Linked DNA regions of Sus scrofa: region 1 is linked to region 2. A link is a contact called in public Hi-C data. All regions are on one chromosome and are shown on one strand. The core of a region is the stretch at or near the end of the contact, and the rest is flanking DNA. Distances in the headings are between cores, read along the strand shown. Region 1 holds the start of TM2D2 (TM2 domain containing 2). Region 2 holds the start of LOC100049687 (ADAM3b).

Region 1 (2,700 bases), core at 170-2,669, 500 kb before region 2:
ATCTGTCGATCTCAATGGCCAAAGGAACGAAAGACAGGTGCGTCTTTGTACCTGGGTAGTTTGGGTCCAGAGACTGCTTCTTCCAGAGGAAACAAAATGTCTTATTCAGCAACTGACCCTGGCCATGCTGGAAATTTCCAGGAACAGTCTTTTACAAAATGAATTTTACAAAAGGGTAATTTCATAACCCTTACTTTTCAGTACTAGCACTTAGCCTGCACTGATTTGCTTATTAAAAAAACCGAAAAAACCTACCTTGAGACAACCATAACCAAGTTCCTGGGATGCTGTTGCATTTCCAACATGATCCACTGGGTCTTCACATTCTATAAATTCATCGGGTCTGTAAATCACCAGTAAGAGCATCACCATCATTAAGGTCTGTGCAATGGCTGGCTACAGGTATAGTATCGAAACAGGCGAGAGACATTTCCTCAAGTTTCTATCGTTTAATTTCATTCTGACTCTTCCCCAAGATGAGAGATCGTGTCAATTTGGCCGAAGCACAGCAGGTCTAATAGCCATTCAAAGGACCCTGTGCCTGAAGCAGGGGGGTGTTTCCGGTCCTATTTCTACACCGATTCTACTTCTGCCAAGGCTTCCTCTTTCTATGAGGCTATGGGGAGAAAAATTGAAGCCAAAGGATTCCCTGATCTCTCTGCCTTTCCCAAACGCCTTTGCTTATTTGACTCAAAAGATATGTTAAACTTTTTGACTTGTTTCTGCAATAGTAAGAATATTGATTTTTTTTTTTTTTTTTAAAGAAAGTGCCTTGTAGGGACAAGTCATTTACTTTGTGTCTTGTGATGGAGTCTCCTCGGGTAAGGAGAGCAGGATAGAGAAGCCACAGCCTCGTACCCTTGTTGCGGCGGCTATATGATGTCACTCCTCCCTAGTTCTCTTTGGGGATCCCAGAGGATCTGTCACCTACACACAGGGTTTTCCCTGCGTGGATGAGAGGAGTAAGAGAAGCCTGTCATGATATTTACCTTCAGGTGGGGAGGGTCTGGGGAAAAAAGGCAGCTCCTCCCCCCCCCCCTCGCACAACACCCATGTATCCCAGGCCCCATCTCCATCTCCACCCGCCTCGACGACTGCTTACAGGTAAGAGCAAAGGATGACTGGAGATTGGGGGTCGCCATATTCCCAGCTCAAGGCGCCGGTGGAGCCCTCCAGCTGGGCGGCGCCTGCCGTTGTGAACTCGGGCTCCGCCGTGGTGTTGTGCGAGTGGCTCCGAGAGACACAATGCAGCAGAAGCAGATTCCCCAGCAGCAATGCCGCCTGGCCGCACAGGAGTAAGTAACTCACCGGGCAACCACCTAGAACCATCTTCCCGGGCCCAGTAGCTGAGACCCGGTATCTACCGAAACCCCAGGCCAGCACCGCCGACCTGAGCCCCTCCAGGTCAGGCCTCTCCGCGCAGCTCTGTTCCTCACCTCCATACAGCCAATGGGAACGTATCTTGACGCTCCGCCCAACCCCGCCAACCAATCATAGAAGGCTGCGCAGGGGGCGGGGCTGAGCCGCTTCTCGGCCTCCCAATTCCGGTTCTGGGTTTCACCGGCCACCTTCTTTTGCTTCCTCCAATGGGTTTCTTCGACGCCCGGAGTAGGCGGGCCAGCGGGAGGTGGGCGGAAAGTGGTGGGCGGGGCAGACTAGTGCGGGTCTTAGGGGCCAGATAGAAACCCCATTCTCCCGCAGGGAACCGATCGCTTCCTACGTCAGTGGAGCTTGCGCCGCGACGGGCGCGAGCTCGGACCGGAGCCGAGTTGCGTCAGTGCCGAGCGCGCGCGGCGCTGCCACCTCTGGGGCCCCCGCAGGGCTGGGAAATGGTGAAGCGGGCGGAGGCTGGCGCGACCGAGTGTTGAGGGGACGCTGCGGACTTGGCCAAGATGGGATTGGGCGCGGGTTCGCTTTCTGGGTCCCTCGGCTTCCAGTGGCTGCTGTTCTTGGGCTTGGTGAGCCCAGCCCTCGGTGCGGCTCGGTCAGGTGGGTGTCCGCCCCCAGGGACCTTTTGGATTTTGGTTTCCTAGGGCTGGGATGCTCGGAGTTACCCCGTGGTGCCTGGGACTGGAGGGGCCTGTCCTGGGGACTGGACCCCGAGTCGGGAGGCGGAGCCGCTCAGCTGTGTGTACAGAGCTCGGACCCGAGGCTCGTGGTCTGGCGCCCCAGACCCCTTCATGGCACTGTTCTCGGTCCGTTCCTCATCTCCTGGGCAGAGCCTTTTGCAGTGACCCCTACCCCCATCTCGGGCATAACTGGGCCCCCCACACCCTTCTGGATCCGGACCTGACCTCGGAGACTCGGATGGGAGCCTTGGAGGCTGAGTGCGCGCGGAGGATTTGAGAAATGGAGCTTGATCTTGCTTGTGGAGTAAATGTCGCTGGGAGAGACCGGGAGATGGAACTTTTTGCTCCAGGTCATGATTTGAAATGTTGATATTCATTTTATTAGCGGACCAATAGGTACGAAGCTAAATTCAGCATTAATTAAGGGGGGGGGTTGCTTATTTTTTCTTTGACCAGTTTGTTATTGTAGTAAGAATACTTCTTTTTTGGAAACAAAGCGCTACATTTCTGCAGCCAGTCTTTTATCTTCGTTTTTACTGGGTTGGTAAAGTCTCAAATCCGGATAGATAATCCCTGCTCTCCTTAACTCACAGGATTACAGTACGATTTAAATCATTTATGTGAAATCGCT
Region 2 (2,700 bases), core at 5-2,504:
ATGAGGTGGATAACACTTGGAAAATGAGGAAATGAGCAGACTCAACAACTCTCTGCACTGTCTAGTTTTAATTTTACCAAATATATGCTTTACTAATTTAATCAGATCAAAAATAACATTACTTTCATTTTTACTAAGATTTATATGTGCACATGCATATATAAATAAAAGCAGGAAGATATTCTTTATATATTGTCACTTTATATATTGTCATACTGTTACAAGGTGAATGTCAGAATGACCCCACTACCAAGGAATATATTTTTAAATGCACATCTTTTCTAGAAAAAAATATATTAGATTATATATGTCATTGGTATATACTGGCCACCCATTGGCCAGGAATTCTGGTATTTTTTTTTTTTTTTTCTGAGTCACTGTTTTAAAATTGTTTTGTAATGTTCATCTATTACTTGGGTAAGGAACACAAAACAAAACACTTGCTCTCCCCTCAGACAAAATGTCACTTGAACATTCATTTAGAACACAAAATTCCATGAAGGGATGAACTGACTTGAGTCTTGCAGTCCAGTAAATATAGAACCCTCAAATTTTTAAAGTGATTTCTTAATTACATTCGTGTCTGAAGCCCTGCCGTCCTTGGTGTCTTTCACAATCTTCTGCGGCACTGTAATTTGCAGAAGTGATGTTACAGAGTCTGCGGTAAGGAAAACAGGTGTGAGTGTGAGAATTCCCCGCCATGCCAGCATCCTTACCCTTTTCTGTCCCATCAGGTCAGTCTTGGACCTTCCAAGCCCCTGCGCGCGTGTACACACTTACACAGACACGCATGCGCGCACACCACAGAATCTTCCTCTGCGGGATTCCAGGAAGAGGCTGCTCTGGAAGTGGGAGTGTTATTACTTCCCACTCAGCCCTGGACCTCAGCCCTGAGTATGTGAAGAAGGGCTGTCCCGGGGATCCCTTCAGGCTCCCTCCTTCCCCCACCAGCTAGAAGGCGGACGCCCGCTCCTTCCCGGCAGGGTCAAGAAGTGAGGGACAACCGTCCCAGGCGTGCTCTGAGCCCCCTGACCAGGAGGCCTAGCAGGACCCTGAAACTGGGCGGTCTCTGACCCGACCATGGTCTCCCCCCAAGCCTAGCCTGGGCTTCTGGGGCCAGGAGGGCCACGCCGCCCCGCCTACGCGAAGGGGCACTGCGCCCGGCCCTCCTCCTGTCCTGCAGTGTCCTCACTTACGACGGCCGGCGGATGTCAGCTGGCCCAGCCCTGAGAGAATCAGCAGGACAGATAGCATTGCGTGGCCCGCCGGCCTCGCCATAGAGATGGCGGTTGACTGGAAACTGCAGCAGCTGGCTCGAGGGGCCCGAGGCTCTAGGTCCGGACTCGGGGGGCGGGGGTGGGGGGTGGAAGCGGAGTGGCGGGGGGCGGGGTTGCTGGGGATGTGGCTGCAGGTCAGGCCCCGCCCCAGCTTCCGTCCCGGATGCCCCAGCCTCAGGCTTCTGGCGCCCCCCAGAGGCCTGCTGCGTGTGGCTGGCACAGGAGAGCCCTGCTTCCTGCCTAATTATGCTGTGTTTCCAAAAACTTGATGTTTTAACCCGTTCTGGGAGTAACCTAAGTTTTATAAAGAGCACTTTCTCCTCTGCATATAAGCCATTTGCTGGTGGAGGGCTTAGGGATATTAAGAGTCCATATCATGGCCTTCTGGTGCGATGGCTGAATGTAATGGAGGAAGAAAATAGAGTTCACTATATGTTTATTAGCGGGCAGTTGCCTATTTTAACAATATATACTGTCAGATGTCTTTTTTAAGTTTCAGGTCAAAACACACACACACACACACAAAGGAAACAGACCCTAAAAAATCAATTTTCAGGAGTTCCCGTCGTGGCGCAGTGGTTAAGGAATCCGACTAGGAACCATGAGGTTGCGGGTTCGGTCCCTGGCCTTGCTCAATGGGTTAACGATCCAGCGTTGCCGTGAGCTGTGGTGTAGGTTGCAGACGCGGCTCGGATCCCGCGTTGCTGTGGCTCTGGCTTAGGCTGGCGTCAACAGCTCCGATTAGACCCCTAGCCTGGGAATCTCCATATGCCGCGGGAGCGGCTCAAGAAATAGCAAAACGACCAAAAAAAAAAAAAAAAAAAATCAATTTTCAATTCCTCTCTTATAGGTTTGTTTCTTAGAAAAAATTTCCTCCCATTTGGGGTTTCCTTTTACTTTGTTAATATTCTGGGCATTAGCCAACATAATCAAAGGAAGATTCACGAAAAAAATATTTGCACACCAATATTCATCACAGCTTTATTCGCAGGAGCTGAAAGGTAGAAGCAACCATAAACATAAATAGATGAGCAAAATGTGGTTTATATATGCAATGGAACACCATTCAACCTTAAAAGAGAAGAAAATTCTGACACATGCTATTACACGGATGAACTTTGAGGACATTATGCTAAGTGAAATAAGCTAATAAAAAAAAAACAAACTTTTATGAGTCCACTAACATAAGGTACCTCATTAGTGATATTGCTAGGGACAGAAACTACAAATGGTGATTGTCACTATTTGGGAAAGGAAGAAATGGAGAGTTCTTGCTTAATGGGTATAGAATTTCCATTTTGCAAGATGGAGATTTTAGGAGTTGTTTGGTAGTGATGTTTGCACAACAATGTGAATATACTAAGTAGCATGAAGCTTACATTTAAAAATGATTAAGATGGGGAAATTTATGTGTATTTAACAT

What was found. A called contact is a pair of places that touch in the nucleus more often than the background predicts.
Region 1: a Hi-C map of brain shows a contact between it and region 2, with 4 times the contacts expected there. The contact joins the promoter of TM2D2 here to the promoter of LOC100049687 in region 2. A contact is called at or near these places in 1 of 47 Hi-C or Micro-C datasets (brain) and 1 of 2 datasets of contacts at active chromatin or transcription factors (alveolar macrophages).

The regions. Positions count from the first base shown.
Region 1 is chr15:47,600,659-47,603,358 of Sscrofa11.1, reverse strand. TM2D2 (TM2 domain containing 2) reads right to left here and starts at 1,419. Exons shown (of 4, transcript NM_001244627.1): 1 at 1,103-1,419; 2 at 256-343. The coding sequence starts at 1,329. It overlaps ADAM9 (disintegrin and metalloproteinase domain-containing protein 9), which reads left to right and starts at 1,637. Exons shown (of 22, transcript XM_001925664.5): 1 at 1,637-1,989. The coding sequence starts at 1,893.
Region 2 is chr15:47,103,158-47,105,857 of Sscrofa11.1, reverse strand. It overlaps LOC100049687 (ADAM3b), which reads right to left and starts at 1,254. Exons shown (of 20, transcript NM_001098595.1): 1 at 1,197-1,254; 2 at 576-658. The coding sequence starts at 1,254.